Regions from separate parts of the Anser cygnoides genome. Here region 1 is linked to region 2. The links are chromatin contacts, called in public Hi-C maps. All regions are on one chromosome and are shown on one strand. The core of a region is the stretch at or near the end of the contact, and the rest is flanking DNA. Distances in the headings are between cores, read along the strand shown.

Region 1 (6,311 bases), core at 2,282-4,781, 64 kb before region 2:
ATTCTCTAAATCAGGTGTTTACAGTTGCTTTATTGGCAGCTGCATTTCATTTGCAAGGACAAAAATACAGATGCAATTTGCACCCATATAGAGAAGCAAACTCTTTTAAAAACTTGTGGTGTGTTTTTGTAATTGAACACGGTATCTTTATTTTCAGGGACCTCATGGTCTGCCAGGCCCAAAGGTAAATTAGTGGCTGTCTTGAATAGACGTGCTCTGGATGCCTGTGAAGTGCCGTGCTTTGTTCTTTAATGCATGCAGCAATGTTTTGTCTGATCTCTCATTTAATAAATGTTTCTGATATTCTTAAACCTTAAAGCAGAGTTTAATATTGACAGATAGCTTAAAAGATTTTAAATTTTCTGTGATTTCTTCTTGTTAGTATTTCTTCTGAACATTGGCTGAAATCTGATTCTCTTATGGGTAACTGTGGTGCGGCACTAAAGTAGTTTCCCGTTTGTGGGCAAGTTACCATTCCAATTGCAATTGGAGTTACTTTTGAATGTAGAAGTGTGATATTCACTCAGCAAATGAAGTCAGATAAACCCTTCTTCCTTTATGATCTCTTGCCTGTCCTTCTTCTTCTAGTATGAAAACTTTCTTTCATGCCATGTACTTTTCTGACCAGTTCCTTCACACATTACACAAGTTCCCTGCCATAATCTTATATGTGTATCTTCTTGTTTTCCAACCTAGAATCCCTGATTGGGCAGGTTTTCAATAATATTTGAATGTTTTATACAGCATAGTACATGAAGATACATTGTAAGGACTCTAAGCATTCATTAGAGCTAGTGTCGCTATCGAGCATGATCATTTTAATCATTATGGCTCCCTAATCACATACACCTTCCCCTAAAAAAATAAGAAGAAGAGGGTTTTTTCATTTAGTTTTTAGTGTGTTCTTTTCTAAGGTGTGAGACAGAAAATCTTCACAGGCTTGACTCGTTATGAGACTATTTGTATTACCTTGGCGCAAGAAGCTAGAGTCATAAATCATTTTTTGAAGTCAGATCTGTTCCACCAGACCTGCCTTACCTCAGGCTTTTGGCCTGACACCCAGGCTTTTCTGAGATTTCTCAGGTCTGTTTCCAAACTTTCAGCATTTTCAGTGCTACTGCTCTGAAATTCACATTGAGTCGAATGGAAGAGGAATGAAGAAATGGCTACTTAGGGCGCAAAGTCAGCAGATGTCTGGAGTTACTTAAGGCAGCAGACTAGATTCTATTCTGAATTTTATTTTAAATTTATATGATATAATGTAACATAATACATCAAAGGGAAGCCAAGGAACAAGTCCATAGGGAGCAGCCCGTATGAAAAATGCACATATTTCTCTTTCCCAAAAGAGGCAGGCACGGTCAATACCCTTTTTGACTGGGCAGCCCTCATGCTGGTGTAGTTTTTTGTGATGTGAGAATGATTTATTAGTAATCACATGCCCACCATTATCCTCTTACTAATGTTTAATGTAATAGCCTATGCATAATTTAGCAATCACAACAAGACAAGTGACATTTCTTATGTTGGTTAAACCTCTCTATATGAGAACAGAAACTATAGACCTCGAAAATAGCATCATGTTGTATAACGTATACTGCTGCTTTTAATTTGTTTCTGTTTAATTATATATGCTTAAAGGTTTAAAATATCTTTATACGAGATTTTGCTGCAAATTCCGGTTTGCCACAAGGAATAATATAGCTTCCTTACAAAACATACTTTTCAGGAGATCCCACTGTAAAGCCTTAAGTTTTGAGGCTTGTTTTTCAGAAAGTTTTCTTTCAGTTTGAATTACTGAATGGGGTGGATTGTGGGATTTGAGGAAATTCCACAAAACCCTGAAACTCACACTTAATTCAAATTACTTAAAGATAGTGATAATTATTAGGAAAAGAATCAAAAGATTCTGTTACTCATAAGTTTCTGGTAGATTTTTTCACAGAGACTTGAAATCTCCAGCAGATACCTCCCAGGTATCTTGGCACAAGACTGTAGCTGCATGTAGATTGCCAGCAGGCCAAGAAGGTTGAATTTTCGTCCTTGTTTTAAACTGGAATTTGCGGCTGTTTCTGAGACTGGCTTCTTCTATCCCGCTTAAACACCCATTATAGCACCAAAAAATTGGCATTTATACTTTTACGTTTAGGGTGAACCAGGGTTAAATGGTCTTAAAGGATTGAAGGGTGAACCAGGTCAAAAGGGTGACAGAGGGCCCCTTGGTCTTCCAGTAAGTAAAAAACCCCAAACCTATTCAATCTCAGTACAAGTCACAAACTTCTCTTTCTATTTTCGATGAACAACTCTGGCTTACTCAAAAGCATACATACCATGATAGAGCAGAGTATCAGTCTTGTTTTGTTCTACTCAGAATCTGTGCAATTGTCTGAAGTAATGTCCTGTAACACCCAGTGCTGTCAGGTTTATTTTGTTATGTGTCAGTTGAAAGTGTTCAGTGTCATAAGGATGCCATCAACCCCATTACATTAATCATTTTGTTATTTAAGTGTTGTATGGTGTTTGCGTTGACTAGGGAATCTTCCCGTCTTCCCCACATCTTCAGTTATTATTCCTCTGCACTTCTGCAGGAAAAAAATGGAGGGGTCTAACTAAGCAAAGTTAAAAATTGGCTTAGGGAGTTGTTTTTTTTTTTTTCCCTTAATTCATTAGGGGTGCTGGATTCTTCCTTTTGCCTTGTTCTTGGAAGTGAAGGTCCTAAAAAACAACATATTTTTTCATGGAAATGTTATGGTTCTTAAAATATAGGTTGACAAAAAGAGAAAATACTTTTGTGCTTACTTTGTGTATTTGAAAGCACTCTAAAAAAATAATAATAAAAAAACTTCATTTTTTCCACATGGAAAGTGCTCATTTCTAATTTTTTGAACATGAGGATTGCTCCATGTGATCACATTGCTAGTCGTAAAACGGAGGAAAGAGATTTAGTTGACCCAAAGAGAACAAAACCCCTCTGATGAATATTTTCAAGAATTATGTACAGGGCCTCTGGACAAGGTGAAAATTCTCACTGATTTTGACAAAACTGACTATTTTTCAAGTTGTCAGTTTCAGCTATGGAAAGAGGGAACTTTGGAGATCTGATCCAAAGAAAATTTGAAAGGTCTGATCCCTTGAAAATTGCTAAGACAAGTGTTTGGGCTCTTCCAGAAGTGTTTGTTTTAACCCGGAGCAAAATGCTCCTTTACTTTTTCAACTTATACAGACCTTATCATACTCCTCCTCCTTACTTTTCCTAAATGTCATTTTACAGAGCAAAGTCAAAATGTTTGATTTTTCTAAAAGTGGCTCATCTTCACCATTAGTGAATTATGTCTTTCTCTTTTTATATTTTTTTCTATTTTTATTTTTTAATTTTTTTGGGCCCAGCTTTATTCCCTATGCCTCAGCTATCCAAGTAGTTTTGGCCCTCTTAGTCCCAGCACTGTTGCCCTCACTGCTGGGACAGCCGAGCAGATCCTTCACAGCTGTTATTCGCATAAAATCCACCAGAGGTCCTCCCGTCCCCAAGGATGCTGAAGTCGGTAGCCCTCAGAGCCGGCTGCTACCCACTCGCCAGCCCTAGGCTGAGCTCTGAGCTGGAAGAGCATTGGGAAAACAGGAAACCTGCTTGTCTCCCGGGCTCCTGGAAATGAATGATGCCATTGTAGTCAGGGTCCAGACTCTGTTAGCTGCATAATGCACTATTCTTGCACTTAAATACTTCCTCTCACTATTAACATACATTTTTCTTTGTGTAGTAGAGTATGCAGTATTGTCATTATTTACAAATTGGAAAGTAAGCAAGTAAATTACAAAGTAAATATTTGTGTGTTAAGTCTCAAAAACACCCTAATATCTGGTGTTTGTAGCATTTGTGTAGCCTCACGCTTATTCTGGTCAATTGTACCACGATGGGAAGGCAAGGGCAGGTCAGGGATGTTGCACCGATGTCAGAACAGATTCAGGCCCTTGATGTTTTATGTGAATTTTTAACTAACATGCTGTAGCAACGTGATACCCATTCCAGAACCCTGTCACAACTTGTACTGTACGTTTGAATTATGTTTATTCATCAGCACCACTTACTAATCTCACGTTCTTGTCATCCGTGTTGTACCCATCATCCATGCTTCCACCTAACCACACAGGGAGCATCTGGCTTAGACGGAAAGCCAGGACCCCGGGTGAGTCCCTCGTCTTTCTGTGTCACTCTTCGTTACCGAGTCCGTGTGCTTTCCAGCTGGCCACACTCTCTCAAGGCATGGAGGAATGAAGGCCAAATGTCACAGGCATTTTCCGTGCCGGATCAGAGGGGGCTGCGAGCAGACTCTTGGGGCAATGTGTGGGGGAAGGAGAATGCGAGTATCTGCAGGAAGAGCTCTGAATCTTACAAAGGCAGTTTGCTTTTCATTTTTGGTTGGAGAACTGCTGCAAAGCCTGTGCTGGTTGGGGCACTTATTTTCCTGAGAAAGGTCAGGGATTTGTTTTACACAGGAAAACATATTTGTTTTATGCTAATATGGAATCAGCAAAATGGATGCAGATGTGCTGGGGTCGCACCACAGGCATTCTTATATTTAAAATAAATGTTAAATTATTTGTTTCTTATCATGATAAAGAAGTGGATAAAGTGAAAGAAGGATAGAGTTATGTATCTGAAGGTTTCTGTAAATCTGCCGTTGATCACTGCAACGGGTGTATCCACCTTGTAGGTGGACATTTCAATTTACAAAATCAGTGCTTAATAATAAATATTGTTTGAACTTTCAAATTCTACTGGCCAAATTTCTTTCAATAAATTTAAACTCTTTGTACGACTTCCATGAATAAAGTCAAATCCAACTAGAAAATAGATAGGTTACTATCTAACATGAGAGCTTACAATGTAGCGTTTTGAAAGCCAAATGGATTTGTTTGCCCAGGTCCCAGCACAATTCAGTCTGCATTTTCGACTGGTGAAGGCTGATTCCATGTTAGTTCTTGGCTAGAAGACAGCTATTAAAACTAAAGACTTGTGAGAACAGGACCTCTCTCTTACCTCTTGGTTTCCTTTCACAGGGTGTAGATGGCCCAGTTGGTCCCCATGGCCCTGCAGGTCCTAAAGGAGATAGAGTAAGTATAATATCTGTGGGCTTTTCTTTTTGAAGAATGTGCCACAATAGTAAAATATCATACGGCTACTTATAGTGTGCCTAGATGTTGCTAAACAGAACACTATTTCATCGTAGAAAGATCAACCCAGAACTGTATAAACATTCAAGTTACGTGCACATTTATCCATGTAAGCATTGACTTTATAACTCATTAACTTCAGAAGAAATGGCATTTTGTGATTACTAATTGGTAAGAAGCTTACAGGACTTTTAAGTTTACAGTGCTATGCAGAACGTTGTTTTTTTTTTTTAATTTCATCAATTAGTATAGATAATTTGAGAGAACAAACTGGAAGATAGTGTGATCTGTGATATATATATATATGAAATGGTTAAAACCAAAGCCAAAAAAAAACAAAACAAAACAAAACAAAAAAAACCTGAGTATTCCTGAGGTATTTGCACTTAAGTTTTCTATCTTGAAAACAATTTTTAGCCTCTATAAAGTTTTTGTTTGTTTGTTTGTTTTTTAAGCATGGAAGTTAGGAACCCTCCTCTATTTAATTTGAAATATTCACAGTAAATTTTCTCCAATTGAAATAGTCCTTAATCTTCAACTATGAGGCTGTCATCTTTAACAATACTGCCATGAACTTGTACAACAAAAAAAGATGATACCTTATACTAACTAAAACTTCCAAGGATTTCCCAGCCCAGACTCATGTCTCTTTGAATTTCTCAGTTTAACAAAACAGCTGTGCTAAAACAACTTCAGACTCGATGCACTGGGGACACAGCCATATGGCTCAGGTCCAGTTAACATTAGCAGCAGTAAAATAAAGATGTATGTGATGTGAGCATTCATTTCTATAGAGCTGTTTGTTGAAAAATAAATACAAGACATGCAATGCAGTCCAAAATAGGAACAGTAGCCTGTAGTTAACACTCAGGCTAGTTCATGGTTAGTCTGAAGGGCTTTATTTTATTTTATTTTATTTTATTTTATTTTATTTTATTTTATTTTATTTTATTTTATTTTATTTTATTTTATTTTATTTTATTTTATTTTTTCCTAGGGGATTACAGATTCAAGTTTTTCTTTTTTTTCAGCTAGGACATAACTTCTTTTCTATCAACTCTGTGTAAAGATGGCTCAACACCATATTCAGCATTTCAGAAAATACTTGAGATGAAATACACATATAGAAGTATATAGAA
Region 2 (5,614 bases), core at 2,540-5,039:
CACACAGGGGATTAACGTAGACAATGATCCTCCCTAAAACATGCTATTTGATAATTTCGTTTTGAAAAGGGAAGATGACTTTGAAGCCCTAGCAGTATTTTCCATAGAGCTGAAAAGTAGGGATGACAGATGTCCCACCAGCTCACTATCTACTGCCACAGCAAATATAGTTTTCTTGTCACCACCTACAAATCCCAGGATGTGACTGTCTTTCTTTCCTCCCTCCCTCCCATTTATCCCTCTATGTCTAACTCCACATTTCCTCACCCCACCTGCTCTGCCAGAGCTCCCAGCTCATCTGCCTGCTTGTCAGCTTCCCTCGCAAGCACTGCCTCAGAGTCCCTTACGAGCACTAAATGTTTCCTGAGCTCAGCTGCAAAGTCCCTGTCCTCATTTTAAAGGCTCGTTGCTGTCATGCCACTAACTACAAGGAATTGAACATGCCTCATCTTGTTATAATATAAAAGAAGGAAAGAAGGAATTTCTCAGGTAAATCCCAAGATGAATGATGTTGCTGGGAAAACTCACATTTGGTTAGGATTTCACTCACACACATTGCTGATTTTTATTGGCATCAGAGGGAATCTGCGTAAGGATCTAAATTCTCTTGCCAAGCTCAGAACAGGGTAGGGAGGTAACAACAAGAACAAAGGGAAGCTCATAAGTAAATAAAAAATAAAAAAGAAGAAGAAATTTTATATAACACTGACAAAGGTCATTCTGTGAATGGTCACCATTTTTTTGGTATTGGACCTAAATTTTGGATCTTCTGTCTGGGTGAACTTTTCGTACAGGGACATTTCATCTGGCCTGCAAAGATTCTCCAGACTCCAGCAATGGTGTCCTTTCCCCATCAGGGCCCTCAAGGCCTAAAGTCACAATTTCCCAAGCTTCCTACACGATTCATACATGCGCTGGCCAGAGCTCCACCTTCCTCCTTCCTTCCACCCGGATTTCCAAAAGGACATTCTCAATCTCACCTGCTTTATTTCACGAGTGAAATACGAAGGCCAGCTCTGCACAGTGCAATAAAGGCTGAGGTGTTACTAAATGCCTTATATTCAGACCTTGAAGCAGCACACCATGGCGAACGTCAGCACCTGAGCTAACACCACGAAAACGTCTTCTCCTGCACAGCACGAAGCGAATGCAGCCGAGAGCAGAACCCCAGCAGTACCCCTGCATAGCCCTGCCCTGTGCCACATGCAGAACCAAATTCGGGTCAGCCCGCAGCTGGCAGCTCTGCACCATGTGAGACATACCTATCATTGCTGCTCCACGGGTCTGAAACACAAGTGCAGGGCTCCATCTCAGCTGCCTAGCTGCACCATGCGAGACATACCTATCGTTGCTGCTCCAGGGGTCCGAAACACGAGTGAGGGGCTCCATCTCAGCTGCCTAACCCCCTCCCGAGAGTCTTTCGTATCTTCCACAGCAGTACAGGATGCACTTCTCTTCAAGCATCACCTCTAGTTATTGACTCTCCTTGCTGAAAAGAACTTTCTTTTTAAGGAGCAGAAGGTAAATACCTCTGCCTCCTCCTGCCCTTCCCCTGGGGTTTTATCATTCTCCGGTCTTCTGTGTTAGTTACAGCAGATAAGACTGATTTAGCCACTCAGCAAAATGTTTTGCTCATGAAGCTACAGTTCTGCTTTTGTCCTATACTGGAAGTGGTGATATCTCTATTGGAGTTAGGGGAAAAACGTGGTCTAGGGTCTGAAATGGCTGACTACGTATTTCACTAATTAGGCTAAGTGCATCTGTCTTCCTGCAGATTTGTAATCCTTTTAGGACCAAATTAACCCTTTGCACCTACAGTATCAACAGGCACACAGACCAATGGTATATACAGATGCTATTCAAAATAACCCCCAGTCTCTGCTATCCCAGTGGTCACTCCTGACTTTTACTTAGGGTGAACTGAAATCACATGAAAGACCTTGGGCCAAGATAGTGCACTTCCCACATCTTTCCTTTCATCAGCAAAGAAGTAGTGCATTATTAATAAGAAAAGTCAAAACCATATATCATCAAAGTCATCAAATAAATGTAGGACAATTATACTTCTTAGACTGTCTGACTTTAAAAGAAGTCTGTGTTCTCAGGATCCAAAACAACGCACAGGCTTAAATACCAAGTCCACCCAGCAGCAATTCCCACCAGGGAACCTTTCCATGGGTCCCTAGAGGGCAAAGTATCTACGAAAATGCAGGGCAATGAGGCTCCAACAGGAAATCAGCAAAGGAGAGACCCTCCCCTCAGACTGCAAGAAGAGTTAAGAATTAAATTGGGCAGATATTTCTCAAAGTGACTACAATGCCAGCAGCTCCCTAAAACGTATCAGAAACAGATCTTTCTGGCACTGACCAAAAAGCTTCGGTTCCACCAGGTAGGCAAGTGCACCTGAAACTTGAGGCTGGAGGGATGGAGGGGAAGCACTCTCTGGCAGAAGAGCTCTCTCACCAGCCTCCCCTTCCCTTCTTTCCCAACACACTGTGAGCTCTTCCAGCCTGGCAGCGCCACATGTGTTTTTGCACAACCAACACAGTGAAAAACAGCGTGGGACTGCTCCACCAAGCATTAACACTGAACAAGCAATGACCACGTATCTTTAATAACAGCAGCTACTAAAAGCACACTCTGTAATTAACAAGGAAATACAAGTCTGAAATGGGAATCACCAAAGGCCACTAGTGTCAGAGGTTATGTGGAGGGCAATGAGCATGGAGCTCCCTTAAAGCTTGTTCCCTACTTGTGCTAGAGCAGATGTGTTACACGAACCCACTGTGTGCTCCTTAGGACCAAAGGATGGCTCCTTCAGGGCAGACATAGCACAAAGCTGACTATCGCCAGTCCCTTCCAAGCCTCTGCTACAAGGCAGATAAACATGCATAGGCTAAGAAAGTCTCAGTTATGAAAATAATTTCATAAAATGTTTTCCAGCCACATCACATCATGGACGAGTAGGTATGAGTTGCAGCAACCTCCACTGAGTTATTCAAAGTGCAGTTCCACTTCTGAAACCAACCAAGAGGCGACTTTCCGGGAGGATATCATTTGTTCTGAACTTATTAGGGCAACTCAGCAACTTACAGATCACCACCTGCATTGCAGAGCACAAATCCTCTACTATACACTACTGTGTGCACCAGGGAGGTCTATAAACACCCACCATACAAGAGGAGAAACTGCAACCCAAATCTCCAAACTTTGGGCAAATCTGCCCTATTTCTGTGTGCCGGGCACAGCTGGGCCACGTACAGTGGGCCAAAACAAAGCCCTAGACTCAGGTACATTCACATCATAAATACACTTGTACCTCAGTCAGGAACAAAGCTTTGCAGCTTGAACACGTGTATCCGAAATTAATCCTTAATAAGTGCCTGCTCTTTGTCAGTCTGAGGTATATTTCTTCTTTAGGGGTCTTTTTTCCTCAGCCAGTGAATCACTGACAATAACTGAACACCCAGCTTCCCTTGCAGTTAAGTGCTAAATCATTAAATCCTCGTAGCTTCGGTGCTTCTGTTGGGACAGGATCTTGGCCTGCTGCCTCGTTGGGCTGCTGTCTGCCTTCCTCCGGGCAGAATTTGCCTCTGCGTGTGGTGTCAGCAGAAAGCACAACGGGAAACAAGACGCTTTGTCCCGCAGCCTCTTCGCCCCGTGTTTGGGTGTTACCACAGCGGCCTGCCCGACCCGCAGCGCGCGGCGGCGGCGGCAAGTCCCTCGCTCACTGAGAAGCCGAACGTGAGGGCACGCAGACGCAGGGAGAGGTTATCCTGGGACACGTGGCAGGCCGAAAAACACGTTGCGTCAGCACGGGAAGGGATTGGGCAGGAGCGGAGGGTGTGTTGTGGCATGTTCCCAGGCAGAGAAAAGCTCAGAATAAACATGGAGAAAGTCAGCGGCCGGGGGTTTGGATGGAGGCCTTGGAAACGCAGGGAACTGGGCTGCTGTAACGAGGGCACCGGCACTTCCCAGCAGGCAGCAGGACGGGAGGAGGGCGAAAGGAAAGCCAAACAGAGAAAACTCTGGAAGATTTTTTCAAAGACGGCTTTAGAAAGTAATCTGAAACCTCAAGCTGACTGAGATAAACAGCACAGTTGATCGGGAATCTGGTGGTAGGGTTTCCCTTGATAAAATTTAATTAATGTGGAATCTATTATGCATGTTGCTGAAGTGCCGAGGAGTCCTTTACATGGACACCGTGCAGCAGAAACAAAGGCTTCTTGACCCCAAGGAGCACACAAATTATACCTGGGCAAGACACAACACAGAGCTACAGAGGGGTAACACAAGGAGATGGAGGCACCGTCGGCCCGACCTGAGAGTCAGAGCTGGACTTTGGTCCTCCAGTTTTGGAGGCACTACAGAGCTGACCTTCAGGAGGGTGTGCTTTGAAAAGAACAATGATATATTTCAGCAGACGGTTATTGAGCACAAGCAAAGGGCTAACGCGTAGGAATACAAAAAAGGAATTTTTTGGGCTTCTTTGAAAATTGATCAAGAGAGGAAGCTTTTAGCGCTATGGACTAATTGGAGAGAGCTAGGAGTAAGTAGCCATTTCAATAACAAATGAGATGTAAAGGAGGGCGAAGGAGACACCGGGATTGATCTCACAGTGAAACACATCATCTCAAGAACAGAAGAAACAGAACTTGCCAACAAACCAGTAAGCAAGAGGGGAAGTAATACGCTTCAAGTTTCAAAAAAATGTTGCTGCGAAAATGTTTTTATCCTGTTTTTATCCTGCCTTTTAACAAAAGCAGTTTAGAAGTCTTTTTTGTTTGTTTGTTTTGTTTTGTTTGTCCTGAAAATATGAAAATATCTAGAATAAAAAATATATACATTGTAAAAACTCTAGTGAATGCTCGATGCTGAATTGAGTGTCCGACATGGTCAGTAGGATTCAAAACTGGCAATTAGATCTAAATTTTATTTCTCTCTCTGCTATTGAGCTGCTACATAGCTTTAAGGCACTCACTTTACTGTTTCAACATCCCACCCACCTAAAAACAGCCATTTGTGTGGCTGACATTAATGCTTCGATATGCTCAGATGCAGGCATCTGTAAAGGGTTTTGAAAGGGGTCTTTTCTACAAGTGCTGCAGCACACTTTCTTCCTCCTGTTTCCATTTTATCTCCCTGTCCCTACTAAGGAGACATCTACAGGATTTATTTGTAATAAAGCTGTCATTTAAATTTCTATTCAAATGAAACGAGAATCTGATTGCCTTAAAATACAGTCAGGTGAAATCCCTGTTAGCTTAAGCAAAGGCACCTATAGATTGCAGTATTTTATGGTTATTTTATGACTGTATCAACATTTTTTCACGTTACGTTCCAGGTTTCATCACAAGCTTTTCCAAAACCTTGTGGTAGTAAACTCACCATACTTACAACCATACACACAGAAATCTTGGTCAAGTCCACAGAGCTTTCTCTACCTCTGCTATCTACCCGTGTTCTGACTTCTGATTTTAATGTATGGATATCAGTCACAATTTCAATATTAATTTGTTTTTATCTTTACAGTTACTGTATTTTAACCATTTAAATAGTCAGTTCCTTATAGCCATTTATTTCATTTCCCACCATCAGACATACAGTGGATTTG

Evidence for each region. A called contact is a pair of places that touch in the nucleus more often than the background predicts.
Region 1: a Hi-C map of liver shows a contact between it and region 2, with 4 times the contacts expected there. The contact joins two enhancer-like sites. A contact is called at or near these places in 4 of 7 Hi-C or Micro-C datasets (granulosa cells and liver).

What each region holds. Positions count from the first base shown.
Region 1 is chr4:76,125,676-76,131,986 of Taihu_goose_T2T_genome, reverse strand. It overlaps COL25A1 (collagen type XXV alpha 1 chain), which reads left to right. Exons shown (of 37, transcript XM_066996430.1): 30 at 158-184; 31 at 5,059-5,112. Among named protein-coding and RNA genes, the nearest start is that of ETNPPL, 29 kb to the right of the region's middle. Within about 2 kb of position 3,531, at least 2 of the 3 cell types and tissues checked have open chromatin away from gene starts, as enhancers often do.
Region 2 is chr4:76,062,221-76,067,834 of Taihu_goose_T2T_genome, reverse strand. No RefSeq gene overlaps it. Among named protein-coding and RNA genes, the nearest start is that of OSTC, 15 kb to the right of the region's middle. Within about 2 kb of position 3,789, at least 3 of the 3 cell types and tissues checked have open chromatin away from gene starts, as enhancers often do.